Linked DNA regions of Sus scrofa: all the other regions are linked to region 1. The links are chromatin contacts, called in public HiChIP or PLAC-seq maps. All regions are on one chromosome and are shown on one strand. Each heading gives the region's core, a stretch centred on a gene start, on an enhancer-like site or on the middle of the called end of the contact. The rest is flanking DNA. Distances are from core to core; before and after follow the strand shown. Region 1 has its middle 150 kb from the start of TEAD1. Region 2 overlaps TEAD1 (TEA domain transcription factor 1). Region 3 overlaps TEAD1 (TEA domain transcription factor 1).

Evidence for each region. HiChIP or PLAC-seq counts read pairs in DNA pulled down with a chosen protein or histone mark.
Region 2: an H3K27ac HiChIP or PLAC-seq map of skeletal muscle shows a contact between it and region 1. The contact joins two enhancer-like sites. A contact is called at or near these places in 1 of 47 Hi-C or Micro-C datasets (embryonic fibroblasts) and 1 of 2 datasets of contacts at active chromatin or transcription factors (skeletal muscle).
Region 3: a contact with region 1 is called in an H3K27ac HiChIP or PLAC-seq map of skeletal muscle, with 5 times the contacts expected there. The contact joins two enhancer-like sites. A contact is called at or near these places in 1 of 47 Hi-C or Micro-C datasets (embryonic fibroblasts) and 1 of 2 datasets of contacts at active chromatin or transcription factors (skeletal muscle).

Annotation. Positions count from the first base shown.
Region 1 is chr2:46,820,572-46,824,848 of Sscrofa11.1, forward strand. No RefSeq gene overlaps it. Among named protein-coding and RNA genes, the nearest start is that of TEAD1, 150 kb to the left of the region's middle. Within about 2 kb of position 1,385, at least 9 of the 83 cell types and tissues checked have an H3K27ac peak or open chromatin away from gene starts, as enhancers often do. A contact at or near this core is called in skeletal muscle, where this site is marked.
Region 2 is chr2:46,464,173-46,468,958 of Sscrofa11.1, forward strand. All of the region lies in intron 5 of TEAD1 (TEA domain transcription factor 1), which reads right to left. Among named protein-coding and RNA genes, the nearest start is that of RASSF10, 130 kb to the left of the region's middle. Within about 2 kb of position 2,494, at least 26 of the 83 cell types and tissues checked have an H3K27ac peak or open chromatin away from gene starts, as enhancers often do. A contact at or near this core is called in skeletal muscle, where this site is marked.
Region 3 is chr2:46,438,140-46,442,456 of Sscrofa11.1, forward strand. All of the region lies in intron 10 of TEAD1 (TEA domain transcription factor 1), which reads right to left. Among named protein-coding and RNA genes, the nearest start is that of RASSF10, 100 kb to the left of the region's middle. Within about 2 kb of position 2,127, at least 4 of the 83 cell types and tissues checked have an H3K27ac peak or open chromatin away from gene starts, as enhancers often do. A contact at or near this core is called in skeletal muscle, where this site is marked.

The sequences.
Region 1 (4,277 bases), core at 135-2,634:
GCTTCTTTGGTTGCCTGTCCTGGGAACTGGCATCACTAAGCTTATAGGTGGAGTCTACCTATGTTGGCTTCCTCATCAGCAATACCTGGAGCTCCTGTGAGCCCAACAGAAGGATTTGTTGGGAATGACTGATCCCACACTCTATGATGGGGACCTTACCCAGTCTCTCCTGCATCCTAGTGCATTCTAGGTGGAGGTCTGAGAATTACTGGAGTTACTTCTGCTCTGACTCAGGCAGGCATCCTCTCCTTCCAGCTTCTGTATTTCCCGCCTGGGATCTCACTGCCCAGTCTCACTGGGCTGCCCCTTCCATGGGCCTACAGGGAATTCTCAGCATTGGCAGTGGTTCAGTTTGCTGGGAGCACAGTCTTGGGGACTGAGTTACCATGGAGGTCACCTCTGTCTAATTGGTCTGCCCTGCTAATACCCCAAGTCCCCAAGTGGCTTCTCTGCCTGTGATCTTGGTACTCAGAGTTCTGGGGCCTGGAAGTCTGTGTTCTCCACCCCAAGCAGTGTGAGCTCCCTCCTGGCCTGGGGCTCGGAAGAATTAGCCCTTCATCTGCCTTTGATGGGGGAGAGGCACTTCTCCATCACACGGTCGCCTCGGGGAAAGAGCAGCGAGCAAGGCCACTGCCGTTTGATCTCGCCGCGCCCTCGGGTGCAGGCGCGTTTCTACATTCCATGTGGTCTTTTGCAGTCCTCGTGGAAACTCTGTGCAGGGGAGATTATTATCACTCCCATTCTGCAGATAAGAGAGGGAGACTCAAGGAGAAGCCACAAGAGCGGCAGAGGGGGAATTGCATCCAGAACTGCCAGCTCTGCGTCCAGGGCTGCTTCCTCAGCGCCCAGTTCACGTCGTTCCCTCAACTAATGAGGAGCTGGCCCCTCACCCCGAGGAGAGCACATGCCCCAGGGTTTATCCTACAAGCCTGTCCCAACCACAGGGCACCCGGAAGCCACGGGATGCCCTTTGAAGAAGTTCGAGTTACCAGGACTCCATGGGGACCTGGGGCTTCGGCTGGTACGTGCTTTGGACCACGTTCTGCTCCGAGGCTGAGTCATCTCTGGACATTCACAGCAGGTCACTCTGTGGTCTCATGTTACTTGCCTTACAGCATGGGGGGTGGGGGGCGGTTCCTTTCAGATCTTTCCCAGCCCTCCTTTCAGGGAACCGGTTTCATAGGCAACCCATCTCCTGAGACGCGCCCAGCTCACTTGCTTTTTTACGTTCATTTTTCACTCCTTCACTCTAAGTCCAGGTCATTTCCTTCCAGGTTCTGTGTCCTTAAGAAAGGAAAGTAAAAAGCTCCTAGTTAATGAGAACAAACTGTGTTCCAGGCACCGTGACACATCATCTCCTTGAAAGAAATCCTTATAACAAGGTCGTGAGAGTTTATTCCCATGTGTACAGTTCAGGATAGTAAGCCAGAAGGCTTGAGGACTGTTCCTTACCTAATAAGTAGCAAAGCCAGATTTGAACCTGGGCCTTTTAACTGCTCCTTTCCCGTATACTGATTGTTCTCCCACGGAAGTTAGTGCCATCTGGGGTGGCCATTTAAATTCAAACTCAATCAGTGTGGACTGGTCATAGAGGAAGAGCTAGAAATCCAGTAGCATGATTTTTTAAATAACCTGTCTTTGTTTTTGATGTAAATAGGAAACGCCAGTAGTGACCAAAAACACAGTGATACGTGCATTATACTGGAGGGATTTCATTTTTAATTCATCTTTATGAAGATTTAGAATTAATTCCTTATGTTTGAAGGGAATGCTTAATTGAGAAATAAACCTTTGTGTACAAAATGCTAAAAAACAAACAAACAAAAAAAACCACACAAACTCAAGCTTGAACTCTGCTGGGTCTCCAGACTAGTGCTATAAGCTTCTGAGACTTTTCTCTTCTGTCCCAGGCACCCTGCTCAGTCCCTCCTTGTCGTGGTTTTATTTGCTGAGAATCCTAGGCTCAAAGGGCTGAAAGGGACTTTCAGAAGTTCCCCAGTCCCCCTTGTGCCTGGTCCTCACACCCTCCTGGGACAGATAGCGTTTCCTCCTTTTCTGGATGAGGAAAAGTTTTCAGAGTGAATCGGCCCTGCATACCCCTCCAGGACTGCTTGCAAACTTTGTCTCTGTACCCCAGGAGGTTGCTTGCAAACTTTGTCTCTGTACCCCAGGAGGCTGCAACAGCTGGGCTCCCCTTGCCTCTGGAGCTCCCTCGGCCCTGTCCCCAGAGTTGCAAACAGTGACTTCATTAAATTCTCACTCCTGAGCGGCCCATCCATTTCCTGCAGGCACTCATCAGAAGCGGAGGTGCCACATGACTTGCCCCAAATCTCTTGGCATTGCAGGGGTGGAGCGGGCTCTAGAACATGAGTCCCAGGGCTCCTTGACTGAGGATGCACCTCACGTGCTACCTGGGCCAGCCCTGCTCTGCAGCCCAGACACTCTTGTCCGTGTCCAAGACTGAGCAACTTTACAGCTTGTCTCTTGTATACATTCCTTCATTCCTTTTTTTTTTTTTTTTTTGTCTTTTTAGGGCCACACCTGAGGCATATGGTGGTCCCCAGGCTAGGGGTCCAACTGGAGCTATAGCTGCTGGCCTACACCACAGCCATAGCAACGCCCCATCCAAGCTGTGTTTGCAACCTACACCACAGCTCATGGCAATGCCAGAGCCTTAACCCACTGAGTGAGGCCAGGGATCGAACCTGCATCCTCATGGGTTCTAGTCAGGTTTGCTACCACTGAGCCACCACGGGAACTCTGAGTGACTCCATTCTTTTTTTTTTTTTGTCACATGCATTCCTGGGCTACCCCACTGCCCACCATGGCTCACTCTGGGGGGATTGATGACTCTTAGCTCTTCTCAGGCAAACATTACCAACTGTATGAGCACCTCTGGGTCCAGACCCCTTATTTTTTGCCCTGGTTGGCCCCACCTTCTCCAGGAGTACCTTGCTGATCCAGATGAAATTCAGTCCTTCACCCTAGCAGTCAGAGCTCAGACCTTGAGTCTTTTCAGGCCTGGCGCTCAGCCCTGAAGTCCAGAGATTTTTCCCTGAAGCTTCCAGTCTACCAAGCTCCTGGTCGCTTGCTGTGTAGGTGGCTAGAATCTCTGCTGTCTGCCTGATGTTAGATTTTGGACACCACGTCTTCCTGTGGGGCTGTCTCTTCCCAGGTCCACCCCACCTGAACCTTGTCTGAGCTTCAGAAGCCACATAGCACCGCCTCCTCTGACCACCCTCTGTTATCCACAGTGGCCAAGTTCTGGGGTAACTCTATCTGTTTGAGAAGACCACAAACAGTGGCCAGATTTGAGGACACAAATCTGACATCCCTCCCCCCGAGGAAGGGAGCCAAGGGTGGGCGTGATGTCAGGACTTCAGTTAAGCGGGTTGGCCTCATGATCAGCAACACTTCCTTTGGGAGATAAGAGAGCCAGGGATGGAAACGGGGGCAGACATGCAGGTGTGCTGGGGAACAGCAAGAGGCTGCTGCTCAGAACCTCAGCCTCTCAGGCCTCGGCCCTTTAGGCTCATAGGTGTGAGTGAGAAAACACTGCAGGCTCACTGAGGGTCCCCCTGGGCTCAGGGCCTGAAGGAGGCTGCACCTGCAGGTGGAGGCCTCATTGCCTGAGGCGCACAGGGCCCGGGGGATGTACACATGCAGGAGTAGTGCCAGGGGGCACACAGGGGCTGGTGGGTCTTCCCTCCTGGTCTTCAGCCCATTCCCCCCTCTCTCCTGTGCAGAGGTAGCCCTTCCCCCTCTTCTCTCTCCTGGCAGGTGTATCAGGAGGCTTTTACCCTCCCCTCCCTCCAACGTATGGCCTGCTGCCTCCTCAATGAGCCACGTCTTAAGTCACAACAATTCGAAGCCTAGTATATAGATCATGAGCCTGACACTTTTCTGTCACTTTGGAGACATCCCTGGGGAGTGGCAGGGGATTTGGTTTAAATCCTGACTCTACAAGCCCTGGCATTCTCGGGCTGGAGTACCAACCAGACAGGAGTAAGCGGGGACTTGATCTGCACAAGGAGTGACTCTACACAGGGGCCGCAATGGTGTCAGGACCTGCTGAGGGCTGGAGCACAGCCTCCTCCTCAGAGGGGGCCATTCTCACCCAGAGGCAGCAGGGGTCAGGACTGATGGGGGTCTCGTACCTGTCATAAACAACCCAAAGACCCCACTGTGCCCACGGAGCTAGTGGCACTGTGACTAGTGTCCGGAACCCAGGCAGGGGACTCGAGCAGACCTGGGTTGGAATTTGGCTCCACTACTTC
Region 2 (4,786 bases), core at 1,244-3,743, 360 kb before region 1:
AAAATTAAAGGAAATACAATGAAAATCATCATTTTTGCATAGTACAAACATGAAGGTTGACTATGTCATTCTTGATTAACTTTTGGTTCTATTAAAATTGGCAACAAAAACTTCATAGTTAATCCTGATGTACAGGCTCATTTAACTGTCATTACTTGAAGAGAACTCAGCCTTTAAAAACCTAGGTTTTAAATGTTGCTAATGAAATATCGATGTATACTTTTCAGACTTAATAAGGACAGAACTTCTCTCTCTTTTTTTTGTTTTTTTAGGGCCGCACCCAGGCACATGGAGGTTCCCAGGCTAGGGGTCGAATCGGAGCTGTAGCCGCTGGCCTATGCCACAGCCACAGCCACACGGGATCCGAGCTGCATTCTGTGATCTACACCACAGCTCAGGCAATGCCAGATCCTTAACCCACTGAGCGAGGCCAGGGATTGAACTCGCATCCTCATGGATACTAGTTGGGTTCGTTAACCACTGAGCCACAATGGGAACTTCAGGACAGAACTTTTAAACATAGTTTACACTTTGAAAACACGGAGGAAGAAAGAGTACACAGCAGTCAGAGTGTACTGGAGTGAGGAGCCAGCTGAGGATGATACCAAGGACGGGTAAGTGCCACAGAGTGGGGGCCCAGGGGTGGGTGGTGATGGTGGTGGTGGCCAGCCCCTGGACTGGGCTCACACCTCTCTCCCTCCAGCTCCCATAGCAGCCCTAAAGTGGTCTTGCTCCCTCCCAGCTTTGCCTCATTCTCAGCTATCCTCTGAAAATGGTTGGAGGGATCTTTCTTTTTTTTGTCTTTGTGCCTTTCCTAGGGCTGCTCCCACAGCATATAGAGGTTCCCAGGCTAGGGGTCTAATCGGAGCTGTAGCTGCTGGCCTACGCCAGAGCCACAGCAACATAGGATCCGAGCCGCATCTGCAACCTATGCCACAGCTCACGGCAACATTGGACTCCTAACCCACTGAATGAGGCCAGGGATCGAATCCGAAACCTCATGGTTCCTAGTCGGATTCTTTAACCACTGCACCACAACAGGAACTCCTGGAGGGATCTTTCTAAAGTATAAATGTGAATGATCCCTGTGTGGTCCCCACGCCCCCAGATGCACCTCACTGCTCTGTGGGATGATTTGCTGCCTGTTTGGTTCCCCATCTCATCTCCCATCTCAGGCCTCCAGCCAGATGATGGCCTTCAAGGTTCCTTCTCTGTGGAAATTCTCTACCTTCTCTATGCTGAGCTCTAAGGCACCTCCTCCACGGGGCTTTCTTTAATTCTCCCGCACTCAAAATTAATCATTCTTTTCACTGTGTGGTCTTTGCACTATTCTGTTAAACAGAGCCCCGGGAGTTCCCATTGTGGCTCAGCGGGTTGTGAACCTGTCTAGAATCCATGAGGATGCAGGTTTGATGCCTGGTCCCACTCATTGGATTAAGGATCTGGTATTGCTGTGAGCTGCGGTGTAGTCGCAGATGTGGCTCGGATCCTGCGTTGCTGTGACTGTGGTGCAGGCCAGCAGCTGCAGCTCTGATTAGACCCCCTAGCCTGGAAACTTCCATATGCCTCAAAGCGTAGCCCTAAAAAGCAAAAAAAAAAAAAAAAAAATTTAAACAGAGCCTCCTATGTCCTATGTGGGGACAATGTACTGAAAATCTTGTATTTTCTACAAAATGTAGCCAAAAACAACAGAAAGAAGGAGTGATCCTCAGGAACAGAGACTCTACTTATTCAAATGTATATGCCCAACATCTACTAAAGGATCTAGAACACACGGATTCTCAATGGAAAGTTACTGAATTCAGGAATCATTTCTGCACTTTTAAAGTTCAAATCTACATAGAAATCATAAGTTCTTACTAAAAATAATTTTTTTTAACAAAAATTAAAGTCTACACATTCGGAGGTGACTTGGCTCACACACAAGCACTGTAAGAAACACTGCACTTAGCAGAAGTATAAAGCTGACCTTTGAAACTTATCCTAACAGAATTTCAGGAGCATGACTTCTGCAGCTAGGATGACTCATCTGTTACCGTGACAGGAGAATAACCACTCTCTTTGGAGTCTGTTTACTTCAGAAACATTAGGCAGAATAGGCTATGGAACGTAGAAAACATGGGCTTTTAAAGGGACCCCTGACCTGGCCTATAAAGGCTCGGGGGGTGGGGGGGCTGAGAGGCGATCGTTTCCTCTTCCTTCTGCCTAAAGCAGTGTGGGTTTCCAAACCTTATACAACATAACCAGCCAAAGAGGCCACTGCTAAGGATGAGAGAGTCTAAGCTTTAATTAAAACAGCTTTTCCTCTTTTATGTATTGACATTTTCAAATAAGATTTCAATCTGAAATATGAGTCTCAATGCTTAAAAAAAAAGGCTGAAAAACCACTAGCCTAAAGAATTCTACTAGAAGTGAATCCCCAGGAAGTGAAGAGAGGCTCAGAGGCTCAGAGCCAAGAGGGCCCCACAGGCCCCACACCTGGCACTGGCCCCAGGTGTGAGCAATTCACTCTTTCAAACTCAGAGGGAGGACAAGGAAATAAAGCTTGGCTTCAGTCTTCAGAGGAGGGCCACAGGCCTTTGTCCACCCTAGAGAACAGAAATCCTTTGACTTCTGAGCATGTGGAGCAGTGGTGAGTAGCCCAGCTGGGGCAGGCATGGCAAGGACGATCCCTGAGAAGGCCAGTCAGTAGCCACCTCCTCCAGGAAGCCTTACTACATCCTCTCAGACAAAGCACAGCACTTCTTGTGAGTGCAGACACTTCCTGCCACCCCCACCCCTTGCCCAGAAGTTCTCTCTGTGGTCTGCTGAGATGACGTCAACTTTCTGTAGTGAGTTTATCTCCTTAGCCAGTGTAGGAGGCCAAGAAGTCCAAGGCTATCAGCCTGACCCCACAAGGAATCCAGCGAGCATGCTCATCCCCGCCTCCCATGGATGTCAGTCTCCAGAGCTGAACAAGAAAGTGCAGATGGAACGGCGAGATCTGCCCTTCCTACAAGGCTGACGGTCCTGAGCCTGGTAATGGCTAGGTGGGAAGGTACAGGAGAGCATCTTTAACCCAAATGCCCGCAGAAGGTGAAGGCAGCAGCATCTCTGCAGGCAGGTGACAGTCACCGTATTCTCCTCGACTATCTTTTAACTCCCTCTGAGGGGCAACGCAGCCACTCCGCAGCCAGCACCACCTCAGCCCCTGAGTTACCGGCATCACAGCATTGATCGCAGTTTAAAAGTCCACACCTTGACCAAAGGCTCAATGTTAAAGAGTCATCCTACTTCTAACGTGTGGGGGTTGAGGGAAGGCCGGGAAATAAGGGCTGCATGCCCAGTTCCAAGGGGAGTGAGGGCTTGTGACAGGTTACCCATACTGTTTTCTGATGTGAAACCTGCTGCCTGAAAACCACAGCAGCCTCCACTAGATGAAACCCAGTCTCAAAGAGCTCTGGTTTAGAATGCAGAAAGATCTGAGTTCAAATTCTGATTTCACCCATCCCTAAGCTGGGTGGCTTTGGGTGAGCCCTGGTTTCCTACGTATTATTCCTCACAATCTGAGGACCAGAACTCACTTTGCAGTGAGCTGACGCGGGAAAAGCCATAGGGGGCTTTGTGTGGCACGAACGCCAGGCTCCCATCCCCAGACTCTGCAGCACCGTCTCTAAGCAGCTCGTCCCCGGGATTCCCCGCACATTTAATTTTGGCTCTTTCTGTGAACACTTATCCCACAGTGCCCTATATTTCACATTCCCATTTCCACAGCCAGCTCTGTGAATAGGGGATTGGTTGTTAACTGCCCACCGTGATGATCGCCATGCCTGGAACACTCAACTGGTATTAGCTGATGGGAAGAACAAAGGCCTCCATTTTCCCCAGAATAATGAGGTAGGAAGGCAGGAAAGGAACTGTACGAAGACGGAGGTGGTTCTTGGAGCTGAAAGGCCAAGCCAGTTGCTACCCCACTGCCTCTGGTTCTGCCTCCGCCTCCTCTTGCCTGCCCCAGGAGAGAGTGGTCCAGGGTTGGCCGAGAGTAAGGGGCAGTTTTCTTTTTTTAAGCGCTAACACAAATACAACTGTGGATCGGTTTATCTGGGTATGTATAAGGTAAGGGCGAAATTGTTTCCACTGAGGAAGATTCTTAAAGTCACCAAGAGAGAAAGAGTGTTTGTAGAATCCCCTGGGCATCCCCTCTGACCGGGACAGTTTTATCCACCATTGACAGGGCTTTGGTCCAGGGCCGAGTGCCCTGGTGAGCATACAGGAACCACACAGTGCGGAAAAAGAGCAAGTCATAACATTGCAGATGGAAACACAAAATTGATGTCTGTCAACTTCTTTGTACATCATTAATCCGTTAGCTCAGAGAAACTAGAAACAGAGTGAGAACTTGAGCAAACACTGGGGTAGTTACATCCACATAGAGAGGACTGCATCTTTGGTTAAAAAGCAGGAGCTATGAAGTTATTTTAGTCTTCCAACTGCTCAGCCAGTGCAGCTAAAAGCCAGCCACCATCAGCCACACGTGCGAGCGAGCCAGCATGCCGCCCACTGCAGAGGGCACACCAAATGCTCCTTCCTGGTCACTAGTCCTATTCCACAGCCAGTCTTGTTTGCATAAAAAAGGTTGGAGGACTTTGGGGAAGGGTCCCAGTGTTCACCACTCCAGGCTATGAAATTACATTTTGTTCTTTAGAACAAAAACACAAATTTACTTAATGTATGGGGGGAAAAAATCAGAACAGAACTATATACCATTTTTATTATAAAGCAAAGCCCTCCATGCAAACGATAATGC
Region 3 (4,317 bases), core at 877-3,376, 380 kb before region 1:
AGAGATGAGGAGGTACATGAGGCAGGCCTCAGGTCTGGTCCTCTGTCTGTCCCCTAGTCACCCACCCATACAAGAACAGAGGGCAAAAGGTGTTCCTTCATTATCCAGCCATTATTATTAATTATTATTTATTTTGTCTTTTCTAGGGCCGCAACCACGGCATATGGAGGTTCCCAGGCTAGGGGTCTAATTGGAGCTGTAGCGCCAGCCTACGCCACAGCCACAGCAATGCAGGATCCAAGCAGCGTCTGCAACCCACACCACAGCTCATGGCAACGCCAGATCCTCAACCCACTGAGCAATGGCAGGGACCGAACCCACAACCTCATGGTTCCTAGTTGGATTCGTTTCCACTGTGCTACGATGGGAACTCCTATCCAGCCATTATTATTGGCTGTCTGCATGTCCATCTGCCCAACCTTAGACTAACCTCCACCTGCAGCAAGCTCTCAGCCCTACCCAGCTCTGGGAGGCACCATTTCTCTGATTTCTTGTGCCACTTGCAGGCAGCAAATTTATGGGGGGAAAAAATAGAATACAAGCAGAGCCTTGAGGACACCTGTGAGGTTGAATCAGTCTCTCACTGAGCACCTCTCAGCTCTTCGACTGCGTCAAAAGAAAGGACTTATGTGTTGTTCCTGGTGAGAGAAAAAACAATTTGCAACAAATGTAATTCTTAGAACGACACCTTAATTTCACTGGAGAGAAAGCTGGGGACATAGGCAAGGGTCCACGGGGTGAGGTCAAAACTGCTGAAATTCAGGAACCACAGTCGGGACCTCCAGGTATTAAGAGATCAAGAAGGTGAATGGAGGGTAAAATTTGCCATTCTTCAACAGGGCAACATATAGCTGAAAATCAAGGTGCTGAGTGCGTTGCACTCTGGAGCCAGACAAGAACCTGAGATCTCACTTTCCTCCTATGTGCAATGGGGATACAGGACTGTCATACAGAAGAAGTTCGAAGATGAAAGGAAATAATGCACAGTGCGTGTGTGGCACAGGGCCTAGCAAACGAGAAATGTTTGATAAATCATAGCTGCTAAGATTACTATTACTGTAATTTATTATTACGTGAGATTAACTAGATCCTGGGGTAGAAGGAAAAGAACTTCCTTGCTTCAGCCAACCTTCCTGCTTAGCAAAGAAAAAATAAACACAAATAAGCCAAGAGCAAGTTCAGCGGTTCATCATGGCCCATTCACTTCAAGCTGCTCTCGGTGTGGGCCTCTCACCTGTGCCTGAAAGAAGAAAGAGAACTGTGTCCATTCAGTGTTACATACAATGTGCTTTCTATATTAGTGACCTCGGGTATTCTTTGCCTCCCAACGACACTGTAGGTGGATTTTCTTAATTTTTTTTTTTTTTTTTTTTTTTAAACAGATGAGGAAATAGAAGCTCAGAGATGAACAGACTTGCCTGAGGTCACACATCCAGGAATAGTCCTGGAGTTAAGACTAAAGCATGGATCTGTCAACACCTTAGCCCATGCATTTGCTGCAAACATCAACCGCACTGTCTCCAGAAGAAAATATAAAAGCCTAGATACTTCTAACGCAGATCGACTTTTTCTGAAAGTTGATTTGAGAAAAAAGAAAAAAAGCTCAATAGTGTTTTCACAGTTCTGAGAAGTGAAATTAGAATTCGGGACAAACATAATGATTCACAGATGCATCAGATAGTCTTCAAAGGTTTCTATTTTGAGGAAGTTACCTCTGTGCCCAAGAGGCTGAAATGAATTGAGAACGGGCAGGCTATCTTTGCCAAAGGAAATCGGGCACTGCCTCTCTAAGGCTGGTGACTTGAAACCAGACCCTGACTGTTGGCATCTGAGTGGCTTCATCCCTGCCAAGAGGTGACTTTGTTTCTAAGAATACAAAGGACTAAAAGAAGGTATCCTGGAGGCCACATCAGTAGGACAAACAGACCTCCCTCTCTCCTAAATTCAGTTTGGGTAGGTCGGGAAGCCTTCTGCCCCCAAATCCTAAAAGCTAAAAAGAAGAAATCTACCTGATGTGCCTGGGTTCAAGTGTTAATGAAATTAAAACTCTAAAGCGCATTTGCTGAGGCTTTACTTCCCTTCCTCCCAGTTCTCCTAATAAGGGAAGAAGGCTAGGGTGGCTCCCTCACTTCTCTTTTTCCTTCCCAATTAAATCCTATTCTCTTCCCAGTTGTGGTGGTTTCCCCCAAGCTAAAGATGGAACAGTCAAAAAAGCACAGTTTTATTCTATAGGGCAGAAAACAAATTACCTGCAAAAACAATAACAAAAAAAAAAAAAAAAAAAAAGAAAGAAAGAAAATCCCAAGGATTTGGGGGAACATGTAAGCAGGAACAGAGGGAATGCCACTGAATCACATACACCAAGGCCTAAGATTGTATTTCCTTGATATTCAAAATAGCATTGGCTTGTTCAATCACAAAAAAAGTCTCCTAGGCACTCAGTAGATGTGCTATCAATATATCAATGACAACAGCAGAAAAGGTATTCTGCGTGTGCCTTGTAGGGATTTTAGCAGAATAAGTCAGCACACTCAAGGTTCATTACATGGCAGGCACTGTGCTGGGCACAGGAAATCCATGAGCTAAGAGGACAAAGTCCCTCTCTTCCCAGAGGCTACGGAGTGACTGTACAGAGCTCAGCCTCTATAGACAGACTCATGTGCTGCCTGGACGCAGCTTTTGGCAGGAAGAGCTCTCTGCAGGAGGCTCTCTTTTATCTTGTCACTAACCTTAAGCCAGGGACCTCATGCTCTACTCATTTCCAGCCCCAGCACACCTTTCACATCTTTTGATCACACAATACTTTGCCTAATCTGCTGGGTTCTTTCCACAGATTAAAGAAGCAGAAAGGAAGAATAAGTCATTAGCAGATGACCAGATCGCTTTCCTAGCCTCCCCTTTCGTGAACAAACTGGGTGAACAAGAGAGGATCTAAGGGAAAAAATCATAAGCCGACCAGCCTGTGCACACTGGAGTCTGATCCCCTGGCTCAATGGTTAACTGAGATGTCTTCCCCTTTTCCCTTTAAAAATCTTCATGGCTGAGCAGAATCTTCAGATTCATTGCATCCACCACCTCTCCAGATTGTTGGCATTATGATTTCTCTCTCTCTCTCCCCTGTATTGATTTTTGAATGGCGAGCAGCAAAACCTGTGTTCAGGAACATGCCCATTAAATATATGTTCTCAGAGGTCCCTACAGAGAGAGTTGGGGGTAAGGACTGTCAACATCCCCTTCACATGACTTAAATCCCATGATTTGAGTCAGTATTCACCTGCTCTTTTAATATGGATATCCTTATTCTCTAGTACTAAACACCAGTGTTATTTCCATGAGCAAGGAAACATATGTGGAATCCACCTTGAAAATGTGAATGAAACTTCATAAGCTTAAGATGAAAACCAAGTTACCCATCACATGTGAGAAGAGAACACACTCTCAGATTTGTAAGGTTTCAGAAAACTGACCTTCCTTGCAACTATTCTCAGGTAGCAGTAGGATATGTTCTTATAAAATGAGGGAGTAAATCAAAAAAGAAGGGAGATGAGGGACTAACCCAGAAGAGAGCTAGAGGAACACACGGGCCAAGAGCTAGGCTGCTGACCTGGACAGAGCCAGCGCAGTGTGGACGAGGAGTGGAAGGCTCCTGGGGGATGTCGCCAAGGGGACAAAAGACCTCAGAGCCCTGACTTGTCTGACCATCTGGAGAAGGGTTTGAGAATTCTGTTAGAAATATGGAGGATCAATTGTGGAAGTCTATGAAAACTGAAGAAATAAAAAAGGGCAATGACAAACCTCACAAAAAAGTTTTACAATCAAGAAAATGGTTCTCATATATCGCACATTAACCATGCTATGTACAAAATTCACACAGGTTTGTAATATAAATACTGAGTGTTAATTAAACCAAAAAATTGTGATATAAGTATACGGAGGTTTTTGGGGGGAGGGGGTTTCATGTGCTAAATCCAGAGAGCTAAGTTCAGGTCTTCCACAGTAAGAAGTCAATAAAGAGCATCTAAAATCAATGGATCAAAATACAGAGTATAAGCATGTTCCTCAGAAATATGGAGGTAATATACAAAGCAAGGGCTGGGGAGTTCCCGTCGTGGCTCAGTGGAAACGAGTCTGACGCAGGTTCGATCCCTGGTCTCGCTCAGTGGATTAAGGATCCAGTGCTGCCGTGAACTGTGGTATAGGTCTCAGACACAGCTTGGATCCTGGGTTGCTGTGGCTGTGGCACAGGCCGGCAGCTGCAGCTCCAATTCAACCCTTAGCCTGGGCCCTTCCATATACCGTGGGTATGCGCCTCGAAAG